Linked DNA regions of Mus musculus: regions 2 and 3 are each linked to region 1. The links are chromatin contacts, called in public promoter capture Hi-C maps. All regions are on one chromosome and are shown on one strand. The core of a region is the stretch at or near the end of the contact, and the rest is flanking DNA. Distances in the headings are between cores, read along the strand shown. Region 1 holds the start of Tmed6 (transmembrane p24 trafficking protein 6). Region 2 overlaps Wwp2 (WW domain containing E3 ubiquitin protein ligase 2). Region 3 holds the start of Nob1 (NIN1/RPN12 binding protein 1 homolog).

Region 1 (2,697 bases), core at 107-2,606:
ACCAACTGGAGACCAAGCATCAAGTACCTGAGACTGCCAGCAGCATTTATTACCCAGACCGTCATAGACTTCCTGAAATAAAAATGTTAGCCTCTTGGGCTAATGCTGACCCGGCTTGGGTCTACACTGTGAAATCCTATTTTACCTGCTACACACTCACACACAGTTACAGGAGTTAGAGTTTGTAAACCAACAACTTGAGAAACCGTCTTAGAACGTGAGGACTCCAGCTTCGCCAACTATTCCCATGGGACCAGGAATATATAATGGTTTTATAGAGGATTTTGGATAGTTTTTCCCTCTCTGTGGGTGCCAAAGAAGTCACGAGTAGAAGAAGAGATGGAAGGTCTCAGGGTTTGGAGAAACTCCAGAGCTTTCCAATCAGGCAGGAGAGAGTCAGAGGAGGGGTGGACCACCTTGTTCACCCTTAGCTTGGGTTTCTACCGCTGTGATAAACACCATGACCAAAAGCTCCTTGGGGAGGAAAGGGTTTAATTTGGCTTCGGCTTCCACATCACAGCTCATCAATGAAGGAAGCCAGGACACGAACTCAATGCAGGACGTGGACCTGCAGGAAGGAGCTGATGCAGAGGATGTGGAGCACTGCTGCTGTTTATGAGCCCTTTCTCCAGTTCTTGCTCTGTCTTCTTATAGAGACCAGGACCAGCAGCCTGTGAGTGGCCCCACCCACAGCGCAGTGGGTGGACCAGCAGCCTGTGAGTGGCCCCACCCACAGCGCAGTGGGCCCTCCCCCATCAATCACTAACCCCATCAATTCCCTACGGGCTTGCCTGGAGCCTGATTTTATGGAGGCGTTTTCTCAAATGAGGCTCCCTCATCTCAGATGAGTATAGCTTGTATCAAGTTGACATAAAAGCAGCCGGCACTACTTCTTCGTACACTAAAATGTTTATGTAGCTGGGTGTGGTGGGCAATGTCTTTGATCTCAGCACCCAGAGGCAGGCAGATTTCTGAGTTCAAGACCAGCCTGGAGAGAGGCTCAGTGGTTAAGAGCACTGGCTGCTCTTCTGGAGGTCCTGGGTGCTGGGAATTGAACCCACATGGCGCCTCACAACCCTCTATAACTGTAGTCCCATGGGGTTCGATGCCCTCTTCTGGCATGCAGGTGTACACATAGACAAAGCACCAGTATACATGAAAGAAATATTTAAAGAACAGTGTGGTTACATAGGAGACCCTGCACTGCACCAACGGAGGGGGGGGGGGGCATTGTGGTGCATGGCACCTGTATTACAGAAGATCTACAATGGCTCTGAAACTGGTCCTAAGTGTGGCGTGTGGGGTTAATGATTAGCTGGCTGCTTGGCTGACTTCCTTTCCACGGGATTGTGAGCAGCTCACCTGCAGAAGAACCCACAGAAGGCAGCATGTTCCCTTTGCTCCTCGTGGCTGAGCTGGTAGTTCTGAGCCTCGTGACTTCTGTTAAGAGCCAGGAGACAGATCCCCTACACGGCTCCAAGGACCAGCCACTCTTCCGTGGAGCTGATCGGAATGACTTTGCCATCGTGGTCTCTCCAGGAGCCATCGAATGTTTCTGGCAATTTGCTGACCAGATGGGATACCTCTACTTCAGCTACGAGGTGCGTGGAGGCCTCTGGCCATACCTTTTATAAAGTGAGCCAGGCTTTTGATGAAGCCAAGGTCTGGTTCTCTATGAGGCTGTGGCTGCCACTTGTGAATCAAGTGGACCTTCAGTTAGAGAGCAACTCTGGGTGAGACTTGGATGAACAGCCAGCAACGGGAGCTAAAGCATATGGCTTGGTCTAGAACTGGAAGCTACAGAAGTGTGTTCCAATCCAATGGACAAGAGAGGCAACCTTTAGCTTTCCTCGGATATGAGGAAAGACAACACGTGCTAAAATAGTCACATAATTGTGGGGCACACACCTTTAATCCCAGAACTCAGGAAGCAGAGGCAGGGGGATCTCTAAATTCAAGGTCAGCTTGGTCTACAGAGTGAGTTCCAGGACAGTCAGGGCTACACAGAGAAACTTGTCAATAAAGAAGAAACGAGCCTGGCAGTGGTGGCACACACCTTTAGTCCCAGCCCTTGGGAGGCAGAGGCAGGCAGATTTCTGAGTTCGAGGCCAGTCTGGTCTACAAAGTGAGTTCCAGGACAGCCAGGGCTATACAGAAAAACCCTGTCTTGAAAGAAAAAAAAAAAAAAAAGAAAAAAAAAACAGAAAAAAAGAAAAAGAAAGAAGAAACAAGAGAGAGACAGAAAAGGGTCCCATAATAGATTTTAAGTGAAATCACTTGAGTTCATGGGGTGAGATAAGGTCAGACCTCCTGCATGTGCTAATCCTAACAACCTGTAGAATAACCGGCTCAAAGCTTTGTCTATGCACCCAGACAATTCTGTTCCTCTTTGGAAGGTGCCTATCCCTTGGGCAAGTACACCCAAAGGGGCTTAGGCCACCAAGGACCTTAATATTAAAGTTAGAGGTAACTTTGGTTTTTTTGTTGGTTTTTTGTTTTTAGGTTGTGGGGGCTCTTGGGGAGACAGGATCTCATGTAGCCCAGGCACTGGCCTCAAACAAGATACAGCATCAGTCCTTGCTGGTTTGTTTTGTTTGTTTGTTTGTTTGTTCTTTCTGTAGACCAGGCTGGTCTCAAACTCAGAAATCCTCCTGCCTCTGCCTCCCAAGGGCTGGAATTATGGGATTAAAGGCGTGC
Region 2 (2,697 bases), core at 74-2,573, 400 kb before region 1:
AAATAAATGTTTTTTGTTTTTTCTTTTTTTTTTTTTAATAAGAAAGGAAGAGAGAGAGAGGAAGAAAAGGGAAAAAGTTCGTGTTTGGGAGATGGCTCAGTGGTTAAGAGCACTGACTGCTTTTCCAGAGGTCCTGAGTTCAAATCCCAGCAACCACGTGGTGGCTCACGATCATCGGATCTGATGCACTCTTCTGTTATGCTCATGCAGATATATATGTAGACAGAGCACTCACATGCATAAAACACATAAATAATTTAAAACAAAACAAAACAAAACAGGTCCTTCCAGAGAACCTGAGAGTTCAGTTCCCAGAACCTAAGTCAGGCAACTTACAGCTGCTTGTTAACTCCAGCTCCAAGGGACCCAATGTCCTCTTCTGATCTGAGGGAGCCCACACAAGTACATATACTTACACAGACACACATACGCACAGAGGGAAAATAGTAAAAATAATCTTAGAAGAAAGTAAAGCCTGTTTGGACATGGTGGCACGCGCCTTCAATCCCAGCACTCAGGAAGGAGAGGCAGGAGGATCACTGCGAGCTTGAAGCTAACTAGCTCTACAGAGTGAGTTCCAGGACAGCCAGGAGACCCTGTCTCAAAAACAAAACAAAATAAAAATAAAGAGAAAAAAACCACTGAGGAACCAGAGAAGTTCTTGAGAACTCTGAGACAGCCATGTCCAGTCTGGGCCCGACCCTGCGTCTGACAAAAGCTCAGAGACACAGGGGACCCAGAGAGGACCACCATGGCTGGGGCTGCCCCAGAACAAACTCCACTGGGTAAGAAACCCACTGCACAAGGTGCTGTGAGGTCAGGGACTGACATTATTTTCACTAGTTAGCTTTAACAGGTCTCAAAGTGAAGCTCAGAGCCAAACCTGGTTTCTTAAAACCAGGACCACGAGACACCACTCCCGGTTCTGACTCTGCAGTCTGCTGACCTGAGGATCTCCTTTTTAATAGGACGTTCTGGTCCCAGGAGCTGCTTTAAAAATCTATGGGTTGAGCCTGGTGGCACACACCTGTCATCCCAGCACTTGAAAAGATGAAGTCAAAGGATCGATCATACAAATTCCAACCAACCCAGGCTACACAGTGAGTTCACAGCCAGCCTAAACTAATGAGTAAAGATGTCTGAAAAACCAACTAACCAACAAACAGGAGCTGCCTGGACCTACTAGTACATAGCTGTTATTCACCCTGGAGGAAGGAGCAACAGAAAATAAAGTTTTTAAAGCCACCATGGGCTATGAGATGCTCGTCAGAACAACAAGAGGAAGAAAGAAACAAGGGCTGGGTGGAGTTCAGGGCCAAAGTACTGGCCTAGTGTGTACAAAGCCCTGGACTCCAACCTCAGCCCGGGAACAAAGCAGGGGCTACTGATCCAATGCCATTTCTTTCCTGGTATTTATTTATCTGCCCATTTACTGAGACAGAGAACTTGCTATGAAGCCAAGGCGTGTCAGCGGCCACTTTATGAGGCGCTAGAGATTGAACCCACATGTGTCAGGTAAACACTACCAACTAAGCTACACACTAGCCTCTATTCTGATTTTAATTTTTGATTTAATTTTTTTTTTACTTTATATGTATATGTTTTGCTGTATACATATCTGTGTGCTACATGTATATAATGTCCAGGGAGTCCAGAAAAGTGTGATAGACACCCTGAGATTGCAGCTAGAGAAGGTTGTGAGCTACCATACTGGTGCTGGGAACTGAACCCAGGTCCTCTGGAAGAGGATCCAGTGCTCCTAACCACTGAGCCAGTTCTCCTGCTCTGCCTTTTCTGATTTTAAAGAAATCAGGTTCATCATAAACTGAATGTTATTGTTTCTGGATGAGTTTGAGTTTTTTGTTCTATTTGTTTTGGCTTTTTGAGTTAGGCTCTCATTGTGTAACCTTGGCTGGCCTAGAATGTATGTACTCTGTAGACCAAGATCAAACCTGAAGTGATCCTTCTGCCTCTGTCTCCATTGTGCCACAATTACAGGCATGTGGCACCACACCTGACCCACGATTATATATAAGCAAATATATGGGGTGGGGCTATGCCCAAAGGGCATCAGAGGGGCCTGGAAACACCTCAGCAGGTAAAGGACTTGCCACCCAAACTAGAGGGCAATCCCTGAAGCCCAGGAGGTGGGAGAAGAGAAATAACTCCCTTAAATTGTCTGCTGATCGGCATAGATTCTCTGTGACCAGACTGCATGGATACACTTACAAACATGCACACAATAAAAGGAAATAAATTTAGGGGGGCTGGAGAGATGGCTCAGTGGCTAAGAACACTAACTGTTCTTCCAGAGGTCCTGAGTTCAATTCCCAGCAACCACATGGTGGTTCACAACCAACTGTAATGAGATCCGACACTCTTCTGGTATGTCTGAAGATAGCAACAGTGTACTTACATATAACAATAAATAAGTCTTTAAATTTTTTAAGGGGTAAAAATGCATGCTAGGTTCATAGATCAGTGTTAGATGCTTACTTAGCAAGCTTAAGGCCAAGAGTTCTATCTCCAGTACTGAGAAGAACTGGGGGGACTCCAATATGCAATACGCAAGCCAAGTATAATCCCACCCTGTAATTGCTGGTTATATTATCAGTATCACCCATCACAGATAGGAAATAACCCAGTTTAAAGCAGAAGGATCAGCTCAAGTCATCCCCAGCTATGTGACAAGTTCAA
Region 3 (2,697 bases), core at 54-2,553, 360 kb before region 1:
AAAACACTGAGAAAATTTTCCATAAAGTTGGATAGTCTTCAACTGGGGTCTTATTTCAGAACAGGCAGCACTGTTGGAAGCTAGAGATTGGAGCGATTGAGGGGTAGGAAGATTGGTGATATAAAATATTTGGGGATTAGGTTTGGTGGTCACAACTTTAATCCCAGAGCAAGAGAGGTAGAAGGAGGCAGATCTCTGAGTTCAAGGACAGCCAGGGCTATGAAGAGGCAGCAAGTTGCATCTTTACCTGCCTAGCCTGAGAACCTGTATTCCATAGCAGTCTCTCTCTCTTTTTTTTTTTTTTTTTTTTTTTTTTTTTGTTTTGTTTTTCGAGACAGGGTTTCTCTGTGTAGCCCTGGCTGTCCTGGACCTCACTTTGTAGACCAGGCTGGCCTCGAACTCAGAAATCCGCCTGCCTCTGCCTCCCCAGTGCTGGGATTAAAGGCGTGCGCCACCACGCCCGGCCCCCATAGCAGTCTCTTAGCAGAAGGAGATAACTGACTCCTGTGGTTGTCTTCCAGCCCCCACAGGAGCACCTGGAATGCTCCCCCACCCCACCCCCCGTGTAATTTAAGATGTTTGGGGATGCAGAAAATATTTAAGTCAGACGAAGGTACCATCCCGGCACTGAAGGGTTTTTGATACGGGACAGATGAGTAAATGAAAGCAGTTGCTAAAGGCTCAGATCAGCGTTGCCAGCATGTAGTAGCCCAGATCTCCTAATCCCAGAATTGAAAGGAAAATCGGAAGTCATTAATAGTCATTACTACCCCTTCTGTTCGATTTTCTAGAAAATCATGTGCCTTGCTTAGGGAGATGGGGCAAAGGTATAAAGTAATACAGCCATTGTCCCAAGATATTCAAATAAAGTAGGACTGCGTGGCTGTATAACACAACGGATTTTAAAAAGTGGTTTCAAGTCAGTTCGGAGGTTATCTGGCCAAGTCAGCTTGGCTTCCTTGCTTGTAAAATCGAATATACCCTACTGATTTGTTGTGATTTGTTGTTTCTAGCTACTGACTTTCAACCATATGCCATATCTACAGGTTTTTCCTTTAAAAGTAAAGAAAGTTCTATGAATTCCGAGGACGATTACTTAAGGAGTCCCTCAACTTTAATCATGCACATAGCCCCCCAGGCAGGGCAAGCGGCGCGGCTGTGTATGCGCGCAGTCCTGAAGGGGTGGCCGGTGGCCGCTAGGGGGCGCCGCGAAATCGCAGCAGCTGTTCCTCCGGTCTGAGGAAGACTACTGTGCAAACCCAAGAACGGCGCAGGCTCCATACGCATGCGCGGTCTGTCCTTGACAGCCAACATGGCGCCGGTGGAGCACGTTGTGGCTGATGCCGGAGCTTTCTTGAGGGACGCGCCTCTGCAGGTACTGGGGATCCCGCCGCGGGGCCTGGGCTTGAGGCCCTCCAGGGATGCGTGTGGGGTCAGGCGAGCGGGATAACTGGGCCGGTCTGTCCCCAGGACATCGGGAAGAACATCTACACCATCCGGGAGGTGGTGCGAGAGATTCGCGACAAGGCCACGCGCAGGCGGCTGGCAGTGCTGCCCTACCAGCTTCGGTTCAAGGAGCCTCTCCCAGAGTACGTGCGGCTGGGTGAGTGAGTGCCCCGGCCCAGCCTTGTGGCAGACAGACCCGCCCCGATCGGTAGCAGGCAGCGTTTGTTTTAGAGACAGTCGGTTCAGCCTGGCTTTAATAGTGCCAGCCGTGCGCTCCACGGTGTATCACAGGCTTTAAGCTTTATCGTGAAAATAGTAATAATATCTGCCTCCCCTCCGCGAGGACTGAAGACCATGCGGATATACCTCTTGGAGAAGTGTCTAGCAAATTGGACACATGAGGTAAAGTTGTGTAGACTCCTAAGACTCAGTGCGAGAGCGCTCTACAAGTATACAGAAGGCTCTGGGTGAATTACAAATAGAGAACCTAGATCTGTGGTCCTGTGTGTAGGGTGATTATAGTTTCCAGTGGAGGCAACCTCAACTCAGAAAAAGGCATGCAGGCTGGGCGTGGTGGCGCACACCTTTAACTCCAGCACTTGGGAAGCAGAGGCAGGCGGATTTCTTCTGAGTTTGAGGCCAGCCTGGTCTACAGAGTGAGTTCCAGGACAGCAAGGGCTACACAGAGAAACCCTGTCTCGAAAATAACAAAAATAAATAAAGAAAGAAAAGAAAAAGGCACACGATATAGACAGTGGTGCAGTCTTCGTCCCGGGGAGATAGGTTTCAGGGTCATGGGTCCCAGGCCAGCCTGAGCTAGGTAGTGAGACTGTCATATTAAAAATAAAAGGGGATTGGGCCCAGTGTGATGTCACATGTTTTTAGTCCAAGCCCTCTGAAGTCAGAGGTTCCAAGCAAGCCAGGGCTATATATGTAGTGAGATCTCATCTCAAAAATAACAAATTTTAAAAAGGAAAGGGGATGTGTTTAGGGCTTGCATTAGTTCTGAAAAAAAAAAAAAATAGCTGCCTAGGGGTCATCGTCCTCTTCAGGAATCCAGGTTAGTAGGGAGTGGAGGCGTCACTGAGGCAGATGGTGGTCAGGGCTCTACCTGCTCTGCAGTGGTTTCTGTAGCTTTTCCCTCCGACTTGATAGTTACAGGGTCTCTGTCAAGTGGCTTCAACTTTCCAAAATACTAGTAGTACCTCATAGGATACGGTTGGGAGGAAATGGGTCAACATATAATCTACA

What was found. Promoter capture Hi-C pulls out the DNA fragments that hold promoters and counts their contacts. Capture Hi-C pulls out chosen DNA fragments and counts their contacts.
Region 2: a promoter capture Hi-C map of liver shows a contact between it and region 1, with 3 times the contacts expected there. The contact joins the enhancer-like site here to the promoter of Tmed6 in region 1. A contact is called at or near these places in 2 of 39 promoter capture datasets (fetal liver and liver) and 4 of 9 other capture datasets (adipose tissue, embryonic stem cells, liver and 1 more).
Region 3: a contact with region 1 is called in a promoter capture Hi-C map of liver. The contact joins the promoter of Nob1 here to the promoter of Tmed6 in region 1. A contact is called at or near these places in 13 of 39 promoter capture datasets (the 3T3-L1 cell line, the C10 cell line, the HPC-7 cell line and 9 more), 1 of 15 datasets of contacts at CTCF or cohesin (embryonic stem cells), 4 of 484 Hi-C or Micro-C datasets (Th17 cells, embryonic stem cells, erythroblasts and 1 more), 20 of 115 datasets of contacts at active chromatin or transcription factors (the 230-238 cell line, the NIH/3T3 cell line, T-cell acute lymphoblastic leukemia and 10 more) and 4 of 9 other capture datasets (adipose tissue, embryonic stem cells, liver and 1 more).

What each region holds. Positions count from the first base shown.
Region 1 is chr8:107,064,303-107,066,999 of GRCm38.p6, reverse strand. Tmed6 (transmembrane p24 trafficking protein 6) reads left to right here and starts at 1,356. Exons shown (of 4, transcript NM_025458.2): 1 at 1,356-1,601. The coding sequence starts at 1,389.
Region 2 is chr8:107,461,282-107,463,978 of GRCm38.p6, reverse strand. All of the region lies in intron 4 of Wwp2 (WW domain containing E3 ubiquitin protein ligase 2), which reads right to left. Among named protein-coding and RNA genes, the nearest start is that of Gm39241, 13 kb to the right of the region's middle. Within about 2 kb of position 1,323, at least 10 of the 459 cell types and tissues checked have an H3K27ac peak or open chromatin away from gene starts, as enhancers often do. A contact at or near this core is called in liver, where this site is marked.
Region 3 is chr8:107,423,644-107,426,340 of GRCm38.p6, reverse strand. It overlaps Nob1 (NIN1/RPN12 binding protein 1 homolog), which reads left to right and starts at 1,303. Exons shown (of 9, transcript NM_026277.3): 1 at 1,303-1,375; 2 at 1,471-1,603. The coding sequence starts at 1,313.